Regions from separate parts of the Mus musculus genome. Here region 2 is linked to region 1. Evidence: chromatin contacts called from public Hi-C data. All regions are on one chromosome and are shown on one strand. Each heading gives the region's core, a stretch centred on a gene start, on an enhancer-like site or on the middle of the called end of the contact. The rest is flanking DNA. Distances are from core to core; before and after follow the strand shown.

Region 1 (7,510 bases), core at 1,631-4,130:
TAGTGGCTCGTGGGAGGCACAGTGTGTAAGGGATATCCCTAGAACTTTTCATGGGCCTCTTTCACTGGATAATTGTTAGTGACGATCCACTTAAAGGAAAAAGAAACATTTCCCAAGCCCCTAGGAAGTGCAACTCCCTTGCCCTGATCCAGTCTGTGCTGGCACTCGAAAGGGCAAGGTACATCGGTAGAATCCTCCGAGCGCTAACTGGAGTCCCCCCTCTACGTCCTCTGATGTCTCCACCCACTGCCTCCATTAGACTCCTCGCTGTCCCGTCTCTAGGAGCTGCACACTGGCAGAAACCACAGACCATATGCCTTAAGCTCAGCTTGTGGAGAGAGAGTTACTCAGAGCCTCTGTGCCCAGGCACTGGGCTGAAACAACTATCAGAGGGAAAACACGCGGGGGTTGGGGGGTGCAGAGACACACTCCTGCATGCCCATCGCTCAGAACGCTGAGGCAGGAGGATCGCCTCAGATACAAGGCCTGCCTGGGTTACCAAACCCCTTGGCTTCTACATCTTACATCTCTGCTCCTTCCAGGCTGGCCCTCACCAGCCCATCCCCCTAAGCCCTCTCATGCTCGCCCATGCTGCCAGTCCCCAGAGGACTCTCTCAAGCTGAATGTCTCTGGCTACATCCTCAGCCATACCCAGGCATCAGCAAGCAAGAAGACGCAAGTAGTCCACCAGGTCACATTGCTTTTTCAGACTTCTGTGTGGCTTCCTTCTGATCCATGTCCCTCTTACCCACCAGGGACCTGCCAACCCTAGCTAGAGTGACAGGAGGCAGCTGTGACATTAGAGCAGCATACAAGCAATGCAGGTCCCTGTGAGCTCAGGCCACAGGCCATGCCCTTACTTGAGGCAGGTTGCTTGTTTCTCAAGGAGGATGGGGGAGGTAGTGAGGAAGGGAGATGGAGGGGCATCTATGAGGCAGCAGGACTAGTCCAAACTCACACAGCACTGGTGTGTACCCAAGCATTGCTCTCAGCCCAGTGTCTAGGGAATCATGAACTCACTCCTCCAAGCCAACCTGAGAGGAAGACACTGCCTCTACCATCTTTGTACAGAAGGGAGAATGAAACACAGAGAGGTGTAGTAACTTTCCTAAGGTTACACAGTTGGATATCGAAGACAAGATTTAAATTCAGACTGTCTAGCTCTTTGATCTCCTCTCCCCGTGTAATTTTTCTGCTTAAAAGTTTCACACCTATGAGAATAAGCTGAGGCTTGCTCGTCCTTGAGACATCCAAGGTCTCCTCAAGCTGCCAGCTCCCCCACCGACAGCACTTCTCTGCCCTACTGGATACCTGACTATTTGAATCTTATCTCTATCAGCTGCCTAACTACATGATTTTTGGCTAAGTTACTCCATCTTCCTGAGCCTCAAGCTCCTCCTCGAGCCTCCAAACTGGAGGACTACTGATACCTACAATTAAGTAGACTTAATGAGATCACCCAGATGGAAAGCCTACTAGGCACCACCGACCTGCACACAGAAACAGCACAATACTGAGCAGAAAGAGAAGGAGAGAGATGTCTCAGGTGGCAACTTGGTGTTAGGTTGTTTAGTGGCCAGGTGGGGGAGGGGTCTCCTGCAAGAACTATCCTGGGGAGGAGCATGCTTCAGACTGAAAGGCTAGTCACCAGTAGGGCTCCTGTTGACATTTGAATTTTTGGGGTGGCTAGAACCAGATCAAAAGTCCCCCATACCTGTCTCCCATGGCCCACGGAGAGGCATCTCTGCCTGAGGCCCACCTCTCGCAGCCCCTAGAGTCACTGGCTGTTCCTGCTGGGCACAGTCTCAGGGAGAAAGAGGGTAGTTGCACCTGATGAGACTTCTCGTCAGGAGTATTGAGCCCGCCTGCACAGGCTTGGTCTGAGTCTGGGATTTTAGCCTGAGTCCTATTGTCCGATCTCCCCTGGCCCTAGCCCCTTGGTCCGAAGCAGACACGGTTGCCCAGGATGGTCTCCCAGGAGACCAAACTCTCTTGGGAATTTGGTAAAGAATGAGGCATGGGGGTGAGGTGGGAACAGGGTATGGAGCTCAGGCTGAGGTACAGACAGCCACACCAACCGGAGCCTCAGGTATGGCTACTCTGGTTTTGTTTGCTTCCAGTGGGAGGTATGCTTATCCAGTTCCTGCCTGCGGCTCATTGAGAAACTCCAAATGGGGACGGAGTCTGCGTGTACAAACTGAAGAGCATCCTTGCCAGAGACACGACTGTGTCCGTCAGTTTCAAATACAGTTTCCAGCACCGCTGCTCAGCAGGATAGCTTGTATATTTGACAACTGGCTGCCCACACTCTTGAGGGAGTGAAACGAGTCTGCTCTGGCCCTGTAGCTCCTTGACCTTCTACCAAGGAGGGAGTGGGGCAGGAATCTGCCACCAGAGTTTTATTCTGGATCTGCTCATGCCGGGCCATCGGATCACCTCCTTCTACATCCAATCAGGAACCCTGCGATCAGGTGCACACTCTGTGACCCTCTGAGATGTGGGAGGAGGGAGAGCCTGGAGTCCTTCTCCATCCACCGGCCTGATGTGAGAGGCTCTAGGCAGCCCTAAAAGCACACTGGGAATGCGTGAGTCACTGAAACCCCAAAAGTCTCTGCCCCCACCCCTCCAATCTCTCCCACAGCATCCCTCTAGTACTGGACCAGGGATGACCTAGGAGTTCTTTCTACTACAGTGCGCCCTTCCCCCACCAAGCCCCATTCTCCCTCTCTGCTGAGGAGTGTCTGTCTGTCTGTGACTTCTAGGGTCTGGGGAGACAGAGAGCGGGTTGTTGTTTGAATCTGAATCTGGAGACTATTTAGGAGAAGGGGAAATGAGGTCACCAGAGGCAGGCTTTGAAGGTCATACTCAGCCCCTGGTCTGGCTTCTCTCTCCACTTCCTGATCTGCCATTGTGTAAACAGCTCTGCCTCACACTCCCGCTGCCTGCTGCCTGCCGTGAAGGGAGTCCGGACACTTCCCTTACCCAGTGGTGAACTGAAATCCTAAGACACACTAAATCTTCCTTTACGCCTTTAAATCCCAGCACTCAGGAGGCAGAGGCAGGTGGATCTCTCAGTTGAAGGCCAGCCTGGTCTACAGAGCGAGTTCCAGGATAGCCAGAGAAACTCTGTCTTGAAAATGAACAAACAAACAAACAATAAAACATTTCTGTCATCCTCTTGTCTCAGTGACAAGTAGGACCCGAAGGGAGATGGATCTAGATATGGGGGCTCTAGTTGACCCCCCCATCCTTCAGCTGTGCTGAAGACCATGCCTCCATCTCAAAAGCTGGATGGCAGCCACTCAGGGTGGCTCGGGCCTGCATCCTAGGATCCAGAAGATAGAAGCAGGAGGATCCTAAGTCCAAGGCCATCTTCATTTACTAGGGAATTGGAGGCTAGCCTGAGCCGTACAGTGACTTCCAGGTCAGCCAGAGGCTAGCCTGAGCCACACAGTGACTTCCAGGTCAGCCAGAGGTTGTGTGAGACCCAGGCTCAACCAATAAGATGGAGTCTTGTTCGACAGCTCACTAAGAAAAGACCTGCCTGCCAACTCAGCAGGCTTGAGTTCCATCCCCAGGAGACCCGCATGGTAGAAGGAAAAAGCAGACTCCTGGAAGTTATCTTCTATCTTCCATAGGTACGCTGTAGCATGCCCGCTCCACGCTCACTAAATAAATACATGTTAAAAATAAAAAATAATAGGGGCCGGAGAGGTGGCTTGGCCTCTAACGCGCTTGCGTAACAAGCCTTACAACCTTGAGTTCAATTCCCTGAAACCCACGTAAAGGTGGAATGGCTCCAGAAAGGTCTCCTCTGAGAGCCATGTGTTCTCCGTGGCTTGCACACCCACACTCACACACACACAAGAATAAATAAATAACTTTTAAAAACACAGCAACAAAAGAAAAGGCTGAGTGTTCTGGGGGGAACACCACAGAGACCCCTTGACATGTTCCTTGAGCTTTCAAATAGCAAGTCTGCCCAAAACACCAGTGGGAAACTAAGGCAGGAAGAGAAAGCTAGCAAGGAATGACGTTGCAAGGGCCTGGGCTCCAGAGTCCAGAGAGGCCCCTTAGAAGTACCAGAGATCCACAAAGCTGGTTTTAGAAGAACAGGTCGTTCTTATGCCCTGGTGGCCTTCGGGCAGCTGCTCGGGTCCTGGCTCAAGACTGTCCTCTTTCTCAATCTCCTTTCCTTTTGCTATTCTCTCTTTCATTTATTGATGGAGCAGGAGAGATGGGCAGGGGGAAGTATGGAGTTAGGACCTTGCGATTTGTTCAGGCTGGCCCTGAATTCACTCACAGTCCTCCTGCCTCAGACTCCTGGGTGCTATAGGATTCCAGGAGACCCAGATGTTCTGTCTAGCTCAGAAGCACCTCTTCATTTCAGGGTGTCTGTACCTCGCTCTCAGAAATTCAGGGCACCTAATCTCTTGCATCAAACTGAGGGGTTCCTCGGCCTGGGTCTGGCTTCATCGCAGCATGGTAGTACCCAGAGCAAGTTCTCTGTGCACCCATAAGCCAGCTACCCCCAAAGGGTAGCAGGAGGAACAGAAGCTGGCCAGTGCTGTAGCCCATCCCTCCCTACAGCAGAGCTGTGCTTGGACAAGTCTGTCTGAGATGAGCAAGCTAACCTCAGCCCAAATCCCTGATTTCTAAAGGGGAAAAAAAAAAAGCCTCCCTCACTCCTCCAGCCTCCTCCCCAGCCAAAAACCTCAGACCACAGGCCCCACCACGCTGGCAGAGCCAGGGAAACAGGCCAAAGTTGCTGAGGAGGGGAGAGGGTCCAGCCAGGTCTTAGAACATAGACAGACCTTTGCAGGTAAGGCCCAGGCCCCAGAGCATCATGGGCTGCTGCCGACCACAAGGACCAGGAAGACCCCAAGCCATACAGGTCCTAGATGGCAACTCGGGCCCTGAGGGTGGTGTGGAGAAAGAAAGGCAGAGGAAGCCGCTTCAACTTCTCTGCTTCCAGAGAGCCTTAATGGGCGGTGGGCTCACCTGGGCTGGGGGGGCGGCGGGTGGGGGGGTGTCCCTCACTTCCTGATAGTCAAGAGAGCAAGAGTGGACTCAGGAACGGGGTGCATGGAACTGCATACAATGGACACAGAGAGGGAGGGGGAAAGGAGAGGAAGAGAAAGCGGTTGAGTGCTGAGGGGCTTTAAGTGGACAGGAAGGAAGGCACCAGGTGTGCTGTGTGCTCTTGTAACTCACGGGGAAGCAGGCCACACCCCAGCTGCCTCTTACAGTCTTCTTCCTCTTCCTCCTCTTCCTCTTCCTTCTTATTTATTTATTTATTTATTTTACAATAACATCTCACATAGCCCTAGCTGGCCTCAAACTTTCTACGTAACCAAAGACAACCTTGAACTCCTGATCCTCCTGCCTCCACTTCCCAAATATGCGTGCGTGCCAGCTTGCCAGGTTTACGTGGTGCTAGGGACTCGACTGAGGGCTTTGTCAATGCTTCCTGAGCCCCCCAACCAACGGAGCTCCACCCTCATCCCATACAGAACCTGCCCTCCCACCCTCGGAGGCAGAATCCAGTCATACCCACAGGCAGGATGCAGGACTCAGCCACTGACACAGCTGCTGTTACCCACCCCTCCTCACACCTGAACACACACACATCTACTCATCTATACGCTCCCTTTTATACACATGACACACATGCAGAGCATGCCCACAGTCACTGTTTGTGGCCAGAGAGCCCACATCCCTCACAATACACACAGACATAAATACAAGCACACTCATGTTGCTGTAGCTGGTGGGTCAGGCCCTGCTTGCCCAGATCTGACCAGTACAGGCAACGTCCCTGCTCCCAAGCATCCTTGTCCACCTCCCAGACAGGTCTTCTCTTGGACGTCCCTGTTGTCACCCCTCATCTCTTCGGCTCCTATCCACTCACTGATACCCATCGTGCCACTTAGGACCTGCAAAAACTACGTGGGGTTGAAAGCCAGTGACTGAGGCCCAGTCAAGAACACGTGTCTTATCTGCAGTCTTGACTTCTGGGGGGCCTGAGTCTCCATACCAACTAGCCTGCCCTCCCTATATAGGAGGGGCCATGGAGATGAACATGAGCCTGCTTCTACCTCAGTGTCTCCATCTGTAACAAGGACATGGCTGATCATACCACGCTTGTGTTGGACAAACTGAGGTTCCCCTGTGAACAACTGAAAGAACACCGGAAGACATGGTATCCAGCTCCCATTCTACCCTCAGTATCCTGGGGAAACCAGGACTTAGGGAAGTCAGGGTACCCATCCAGAACTGGTCCCTGGTCTAGACAGAGGACCAGAAACAGAGCTGGAAGCAAAGGTGAGCCAGAGGTGGAGAGAGCAGAAGCCCAGAACAGTGAGAAGAGAAGTTGCTGGTAGAGGGCCTGCTGAGCTCAGGGGAGTTCTAATTACAGCAGGCAGGCCAGGCGGGTAGGGCAGCAGGGCCAGCAGCCTGTTTGAAGTCTGTGGCGAGGGAAGCATCAAAGGGCCAGGAGGCAGGCCAGAGGCCCAGGAGATGAAGGAGGGACCACACTGACTGCGTGCTAGCCAGGCCAGCACTCTTCCACTCTGATGCTTACACAGGCAAAGCAGCCTGATCACAGACAAGGCTGCAGGCTTCCAGGAGCAGAGCAAGCTGTAGTTCAGACCAGCCCTGGCCTGAGAAGCCACCATCTCCCCAACTCCCGGGAACTGTGTCGTCTGCCTCTCTCAGCCCCATATTTGGGGTCCTCGAGTAGACCCCAAGTCATTCAAGCTTCCGTACCTTGGAACCTGTCACTGTGACTCTCTTTCCTTCAAATCCCAAACCATCTAGCTTTCAAGATTGCCAACAAAGAGAAAATGCCCACCATGATGGGAGGCAAAGGGATGGCCCAAGATGGCTCAGGGCCAGCTCCTGCCACGGGTCAGCAAGTTGGCCTCAGAGCATGAATGCAGCAGACAGGTTTTCCAAGGACGTCACCATCATACTCCCTCCTGGCCACACGGGGCTTTCAGGAGTCCCACCCCCAGATCATGTGGCCTCTGCTCAATGTGCCACTCTAGGAAGACTCCCACTGGGCCCATTTTCTCCGTCCCAGGCCACATCCTCTAGAGGTCTCAGGCACATCTCCCTGATGTGTTCTTTCAGACCCCAGCAGGAGACGGGATGGCAGTTGGCACGAAGCAGAACTGTGCCCAACCTCCTGTCCTTCTATATGATGACCACTGGGTACCCTTCAGCTGCTGCCTTCTCTTTCTCTATCTCTATCTCTTTCTCTTCTATCTCCTCTTCCTCTTCCTTTTCCTCCTCCTCTTCCATTTCCACTTCCTCCTCTTTTTCCTCCTCATTTTTCTCTTCCTCCTCCTCCCCTCCCCCTCTTCTTCCTCCTCCTTCTCTATCTCCCTTTCTCTCTCTTTCTCATCACCTTTCTCTTCCTTTTCTTCTTCCTCTTCTTTCTCCCCATTCTTTCTCATCCTCTTCGTTTGAGATGGGATCTTATACAGTCCAGGTCAGCTCAAATGCA
Region 2 (7,510 bases), core at 3,674-6,173, 280 kb after region 1:
CCCGGAGGTCAAGAGGAGTAGGGCTACTTCTGGCAGGAAAACAGTTTGCTGTTCTGGAGTGCCTCCTCCAGGGGAAGAAAGGAGGCAGGGATCAGCTTTTGTGTCGGCTGAAGGGGTCTGGTTTATGGGGAACCTTGAAAGGGTTTTTAAGGGACTGGTTACAGTCCTGCTTGTGTTTTGGAGAGCTTTCGGAGAATTCACTAGGAAGAGGAGGGGGAGGGGAAGCAATTAGAAGACTAGGGTTGGGGGCCTGAAGACAGCAGCAGCAAGCAAAACCAGAAAATGAAAACCAGCCAGGCTTTTGCTGTTGCTGAGGTACAGGATGCAAAGAGGGAGGAGGGGGTAAAGGTGCCAGGCAGTGTCCTGCATCTGACAGGCTGCATGCATGATAGACTGGGGGGAGGGCAGGGCGGCGGCTTGTGCCCTGGTCAATGGAGGAGGATGCCTTGGGGGAATTCAGCTTTAGCTATGACATCTCTTTATGCTATGCTGCTGTTGGCCATCCAAGGGCACCTGGAAGTCTGACCTGGGATGTGGGGCATGCTGGAGAAGTTGTAGGCACCGGAGGAGGAGCTCTGGGCAACCTGACATTTAAAAATTAGGCAAAGGAAGAAAACTCCCAGGAGCTCACGGGCAACCAGGAGCAAAGCGGGCCACGGGGCTCACTCTGGAAGCAGAAGGAGCAGGAACGCTCTCACTTGAGTGTGCCAGGCAGAGTGACAGCCACCATATGCAGGCCCAGGTTTCCTGGCTGGGGGAACAGGAACCCAGTACTGTATAGTTTTACAAGCCCTTGCCCCTCCCCAGGAGACACAGAGTAAAGTGGCCTCCAGCTCTCTAAAAATCTGAATAGAATTAACTCTGCTGGTAGAGTGCTTGCTCAGTATGCACAAAGCCTGGCGCCCCACCTTTAGCCCCCTATAAACAAGATATGGTAGACACACCTGTAATTTCAGCACTGGGGAGGTGGAGACAGGGGGGTCAGATGTTCATGGCAACCCTCAGCTACACAGTGATTTTGAAGGATTTTTAAATTTTTCTTCCTTTCTTTCTTTCTTTCTTTCTTTCTTTCTTTCTTTCTTCCTTTCTTTCTTTCTTATTTTTGTTCATGTTCACCTGCATAAATGTCTGCGAACCACCTTGTGCCTTGCCTTGTGCCTACAGAGGCCAGAAGAAGGCATTGGATCCCCTGGAACTGGAGATACAGCTGTAAGCTGCTGTGTGGGTGCTGGGAATCAAACTTGGGTCCTCTGGAACGGCAGCACTCTTCTTTTTGCTGATTAAAAACATTTATTTATTTATTTATTTATTTATTTATTTATTTAATGTATATGAATACACCATTGCTCTCTTCAGACACACCAGTCTTCTGATGTCAGATCCCATAACGGATGGTTATGAGCCACCATGTGGTTGCTGGGAATTGAATTCAGGTCCTCTGGAAGAGCAGCAATCAGTGCTCTTAACCACTGAACCACTGAGCCATCTCTCCAGAACCCCCCTCCCGCACTCCCCCCCCCTCGCTGATTTTTTTTTTTTTTTTTGAGACAATGTTTCACCATGTAGCCATGACTGACCCAGACTCCTGGCTCCCGATGTAGATGAGACTAGCCTCAAACTCTCAGAGATCCCGCCACCTTGACAGATGTCACCCTGCCTGACTCTTAATCATTGAGCCATCTCTTCAGCCCCTACATAGTGATTATGAAGCCAGCCTGGGTTACCTGAGACTACAGGAAGGAAGGCTGGGAATGATGGTGTATGTCTTTGATCCCAGCACTTGGGAGGGTCAAGCAGGCAGAGCTTTATGAGTTCGAGGCCAGCCTGGTCTACATAGTAAAACCCTGTCTAGAAAGAAACAGAGAAAGGAGGAAGGAAGGAAGGAAGGGAGGGAGGAAGGAAGGAAGGGAGGAAGGAAGGAAGGAAGGAAGGAAGGAGAAGCTCTGAGGTGGGGAGTGTTGGGTGGGAGGGAATGATCCCTAGCACAAAAGGACGAAGGTATGCCAACAAGGGATGGAGAAAAGATACCTGGGTGTGTGGAAAGCCCTTCAGCAGAGAGAGGGAAGGCAGGCCATAGACACAGTGCACCTGGGTACCAAGCTCCACGGCAGTGGTGTGATCCCAAGGTGTGTCTGTCACTCAGGGCCACATCTCCATATGCCCCGACTCCTTCTCATAGCATCCCTTGCACACAATAGATACTCTGCGAAAAGAAAAGATGCTTAGTGCCCAAGGCCTGGAACCTCCTGCCCACTCTGCACCCAAATGTCCCTTGCCCAGCATTTGCCTGACACCTCCTCTTGCCTGCTTCTGGAAGGATCCTGTATATGTGTTTCCCTCTTTGCCTCCCCAGACCAGCCAAACAGCACAGTGGGGCCCCTGATTTGCCCTCAGCCAATGGGCGGGAGCTAAGAGTTTCTAGCTGTTTTTGAAAAGCAGGCAGACAGTGGCTGCCCTTAAACTCACTGTCTGGAGTGGTCTGAGGGAGAGGCGAGGCTGGCTCATAATTGTTAGCAATCTCTCCGGGTTAGCCGGCAATTTGCAATTTTAAAGAGTCGGATAGAGATTTATGTATTGGGCATTAGGGAGGCCCAGGGGGAAAACCAAACTTAAATAGGGGGGTGAGTATGGGTCCCTGGGAGATGAGTGGAAAAGTGTGGAGCCATGGGGGAAGGAAAGAGCCTTCTAGGCAGATGAAGCCGTTCGAGGAAAAGTCACAGATAAAAGAGAGCCCAGGAGTGGGGTTCTGAGGGGCCCGGATGAAAGAGTCATTTGTTCCATGAATAGTTATCAAGTGTCTACTTTTATGTCCGGTCCTGGCCGGTGTGCAGTGTGTTTCTGGACCGGCAACTGCGTTCCTCATTTGCATGGAGAATGTGGGGTGGGGTGGGGGTGGGGGAAGATGTGGAAGACAGCAGGGGGAAGGCCCAGACTCTGCGATGCTAGCACACAGCACAAGTTCCAAGAGGAGACGGGTCCTAATTTACCTGGAGCCCAAAGGATGGGAGGGCCTGGGGCTGCCTGAGGGTTGAGGTTGGTCTTCTAGGCAAACGGATGGAGTATTAATCTCCTGAGCCTAGGAAGCCTTAGTAAGAGGAGCTGGAGAAGACACGAGTGTGGCGAAGACAGGGAGAAGGGCTCAAGGGAAGGGGAGATGGGGGTGGGGGGTGGGAGTAGAGGGGTGTGAGGGTTGCTGTGGGTGACTATGGAGTCAGCACCAAGAAGAGCACCCCGGTCTTTGTGAGAGGTAGAGCTGAGAGTTGAGTGAATTGGAGGAGCCAGGCAGTGGTGGTAGGTCAGAGACTTGGGGCTGTGCGGAAGGGGCAATGGGGACAGGAGAGGGTGGCTCTGAAAGGGGTCTAAGAGAAAGGTGTCTAAGTTCAAATTGACCCCCAGCTCTCTGGCTTAGGGAACACAAGTGTGGGACGAGCCTGTGGGTACTTGGGGCCCAGGCATTGTGAAAACAGATGACACTGGAGAGCATCCTGCAGAGGGCAGACCAGTACGTGTGTGAGCCTGGAGGCTCATCTGAGCGAGAGTGGGGATTGCTAACCAAGTGCACAGTGACAGGGCTGGTGCACAGTAGGGCCACAGAATCTGTTTTGTAGGAAGTAATGAAAACAAGAGACCTTTCATTACTCAGTGGTGGACCTTTGACTTAGAATGCTCTGAGGGAGACTGCTAAGGTACCAAGTTCATGTTTTAGGTCCCAGGGTGTGTGTGTGTGTGTGTGTGTGTGTGTGTGTGTGTGTGTGTGTGCGCGTGCATGCGTGCATGTGAATGTGTGTGTGCCTTCGCGTGTGTGTGTTACGTGTTACTTCAAGTGCTTCTAAGCCTTCACCACCCGAAGGGACCTTTTACTGGAAAAAGCATAGTCTATTTGCTCTTGTTAGGTTCCTGGCTCTGAGGCCCACCCCCCACCATCTTAGTAGTTGGTCTTTCCTCTTCCTGGATCACGGCGTCTGGAGGATGTGGAGAGCTTCAGCTTCTCTCTCCCGGTCTTTGTCTGTGTCTGGATGTAGCTGGTTGAAAGTGCTTTGTAAACTGAACAAAAGGAGCGCTGGGGCTCCTTCCGGTTACATTTCAGCGTCTTGGGAGATGAAGAGTGAAAGGAAGAAAATAGGCATCTGGCCAGGCGCCAACACCTGGCACTACCTTCAGTGGCAAACCCCTCAGCCACCTGTCGGCTGGACCCAAGTCACCATGGTTAACGAGAACCTTACAGGGGGCGATGGTGAGACGGAGCGCGGGTGTGGTGCGAGGATACGAGTGGCGTCGGCGCGCCACCTGGTGGGCGGCCCGGGGAAGGCAACGCCCTCTTGCCGCCCGCGACAGCTCAGTGCCTGCCTAGTGCCTCTCATAGACTGAAAAAATGGACGGCCATCATCTTAGGAGGTGAAAGCAGGAGGATCAAAAGTTCAAAATCATGCTCAGGTGCATACCTAGTTCGAGGTCAGCTTAGGTTCCCTGAACTCCTGTGCCCTACATGTCCCCAAAAATGGTATGAATGGGGGTGTAGTGCTTTTGAGCTCCGGAGACCGATCACCTAGTCCCTAGCTTGAATTTGTTCACCATCTTGGGTAGGTTATTTCACCTTTGTGCTCTTCGTGGTGTAATAACTATGTCGGGCAGACGTGCTCAACGATTACTAGCTATTGGAATATTCAGACTTGTTACCCAAGCACAGATTTCCAATTGTCCTGTTGTGCTAAAAGCTCACAGGGAGGCAGTGTTGTCAGTAGTTGGTCACAGGGAAAGACGGTGGATGGACGGAGGCAGGTCGTACATCTCGCAAAACTGCCTCAAGGTCATCATGGTGAAATGGGTCATCTGCGGCGAGGATTATTGCTTCCTCTGTGCACGGAGGCGATGCAGGGTGCCCAGGTTCCGCAAGCTCTCCAGTCTCCAGGGCCGTCGAATTTGCCTCATGGGTATCAGCTACACCGGCCTGAATTCAGGGGCTTAAGATTCTTTGGACCCCTGCTGAACACGATTGTCAAAACGCCAAGTGTCAGCTCCTCGCACAGATCCCATTCTTGTTACCTGCCAGGCCTGTCCAGGAGCTTCAACAATTCCGGGGGCCACTCCCCAGGAGTGCAGAACGCTTGGCTGCACCTTCCATTTCTAGGCCTGTAGCGACGCCTGGCGAGCAAAGGAAGAATAACTGCGCCTGCATATTGGCGCGCTTATGCCAGCAAGCTGAGAAGCCCTTCTGGGTGGGGTCCTGCTGGGCACTCTTGAATGATGGCCATGGGAAGCAGCAGACACTTCCTATTGGATCCTGGGATCACGAGGGCTCCCCAGAGTAGCCTTGACTGGGGCTTCTATTGCTCGGATGACATCTAGGATCATCAGATTCCAAATCCCTTCCAAGACCTGGCAGAGGGAGTTTAGGGGCCCCAGCAAGGGGCAGGGAGGTGGGTGGTAGTCAAAGATACTAGGGCCTCAAAGGGAAGGATTTCCAGGTTTTTTTTGCCCATATATATTGTTTGGGGTCGCCATTGTTCTGTTTCTGGTAATTCCAGCCTGTCCTAGCTTGATGTGATACCACCATGATCAAAAGCAACCTGGGGAGGAAAGGTCTATTTTATTTAACCCTCTGGGTCTCAGTCCATCACCAAGAGATGGATGCAGGAGCTCAAGCAGAGGCCACGGAGGGATGTTGCTTACAGTGACTTGTTCCCCAGACTCACGCTCAGCTTTTGTACCTCTCAGGACCCCCTGCCCAGGGGTGGCTCCACCCAGAGTGAGCGGAGGGCCCTCTTATATCAATCATTATCAAGAAAATGTTCCCCCCCCCCCGACCCCAGACTTGCTTCCAGGCCACCAGTCTGATAGAAATGTTTTCTCAACTTCTTTCCTCTTCTCAGATGACCCCAAGTCTATGTCAAGTTGAAGACACACACATATTTCAGCACACAGCCCGGAGAGATTTGACGACAGTGCTACATAGGACAAAGGTAGATAAGCTTAGGAATGGTCACAGCCTAAAAAGGACTCCAGTCCAGGAGGCTGCTGTAAGCCGAGGACCAGGGGAGAGGCAGCAGGAAGGACACCGTCACTTGGACCTGGCTCTTCTGCCTCTGATAGCCCTGGGTCACCATGGGAGTGTGGCTGCCAACACCCACTTCATGCAAACTTAGCCCCTGCCTGCCAGAGTCCTGCAGCTGGTGGGAAGCTCAGAGTCTCCTCACTCCTGCTAAGCTAGACCCCAGTGAGTACTGACTTCGCAAGACTGGGATGCAAAATCATGCATGTCACAGTTGATGAGTGGGGCCTCCTGTGTTCTGCCTCATGAAAGACTCATATTTCCCCTCATGATGATCGCCATGCCAACTTTGTCCCTGCTCTCTGCCCCTCCTCTCTATCCAATACACTCCAGGGCAGGCTGCGGGACTCCACTGCTATTCCCAGGGTTGGGGTTGGGGTATGATGCCAGGTCTGTCCTCCCATCAACCTTTTTTACCATCCTCACCCCCAAGCAAGAGGAAGTCAGAGTTTGGGAATGCAACCAGTGGGTAGGCCCGTGGAGTTGTCTTTCTACTGTGTGGGGCTTGCCAAGTCAGATTAGGAAACACTGTCTGCAGTTTACGATCTGTCTGACCAAGCCAAGAAGGCAGGTCTCACTACTGCCACATTTTACATATTGAGAGGACTGAGGCCGGACGTGGTGGCACACGCCTTTAATCCCAGCACTCGGGAGGCAGAGACAGGTGGATTTCTGAGTTCGAGGCCAGCCTGGTCTACAGAGTGAGTTCCAGGACAGCCAGGGATATACTGAGAAACCCTGTCTTGAAAAACCAAAAAGAGCCGGGTATGGTGTTGCATGCCTTTAATCCCAGCACTTGGGAGGCAGAGGCAGGAGGATTTCTGAGTTTGAGGCCAGCCTGGTCTATAGAGTGAGTTCCAGGACAGCCAGGGCGATACAGAGAAAAACCCTGTCTCAAAAACAAACAAACAAACAAACAAAAAAAACCCAAAAAACAAAAACAAACAAACAAAACCCCCCCCAAAAAAAAACAAAAACAAAAAAGGGGGGAAGAAAAACCAAAAAGGAAAAAGAGAGAGACAGACAGACAGACAGACTGAGGCCTGGAAAGACAAGACCAAAGGATCAAAATAGTACTCTTCAGACATGAGACTTTATTTTTTGTTATTTTTTAACTTGGTGTAGGTGTGTGTGTGCATGTGCATGTGAGTGCAGGTGCCTGAGGAGGCCAGAGCCATCAGATCCACTGCAACTGGAGTTCCAGATGTGATCTGTCAGCTGGGTGCTGGGAACTGAACTGGTCCTCTGAGCTCTGCTCTTGCTCTGAGCAGTTCTCTCTCCACCACAAAAGAGATGTCTTAAGGTTTTACATTTATTTTGTTTATGCTAAGGGGTGTTGCCTTTCTCCACTTATGACACAAAGTAGCCCTTTCTTTGTTCATTAAAGTTTATTCATTATTTAATCTGTATGGGTGTTTTGTCTTTATGCATATCAAAAGAAATTTGTTTGCAGCTGGGCAT

What was found. A called contact is a pair of places that touch in the nucleus more often than the background predicts.
Region 2: a Hi-C map of bone marrow-derived macrophages shows a contact between it and region 1, with 28 read pairs. The contact joins two enhancer-like sites. A contact is called at or near these places in 2 of 15 datasets of contacts at CTCF or cohesin (the NIH/3T3 cell line and embryonic stem cells), 4 of 484 Hi-C or Micro-C datasets (bone marrow-derived macrophages, embryonic stem cells, erythroid progenitors and 1 more) and 9 of 115 datasets of contacts at active chromatin or transcription factors (bone marrow-derived macrophages, embryonic basal ganglia, embryonic stem cells and 5 more).

Annotation. Positions count from the first base shown.
Region 1 is chr11:95,235,806-95,243,315 of GRCm38.p6, forward strand. All of the region lies in intron 1 of Gm11515 (a long non-coding RNA gene), which reads right to left. Among named protein-coding and RNA genes, the nearest start is that of Gm11515, 20 kb to the right of the region's middle. Within about 2 kb of position 2,881, at least 13 of the 459 cell types and tissues checked have an H3K27ac peak or open chromatin away from gene starts, as enhancers often do. A contact at or near this core is called in bone marrow-derived macrophages, where this site is marked.
Region 2 is chr11:95,516,643-95,524,152 of GRCm38.p6, forward strand. No RefSeq gene overlaps it. Among named protein-coding and RNA genes, the nearest start is that of Nxph3, 5.8 kb to the left of the region's middle. Within about 2 kb of position 4,924, at least 118 of the 459 cell types and tissues checked have an H3K27ac peak or open chromatin away from gene starts, as enhancers often do. A contact at or near this core is called in bone marrow-derived macrophages, where this site is marked.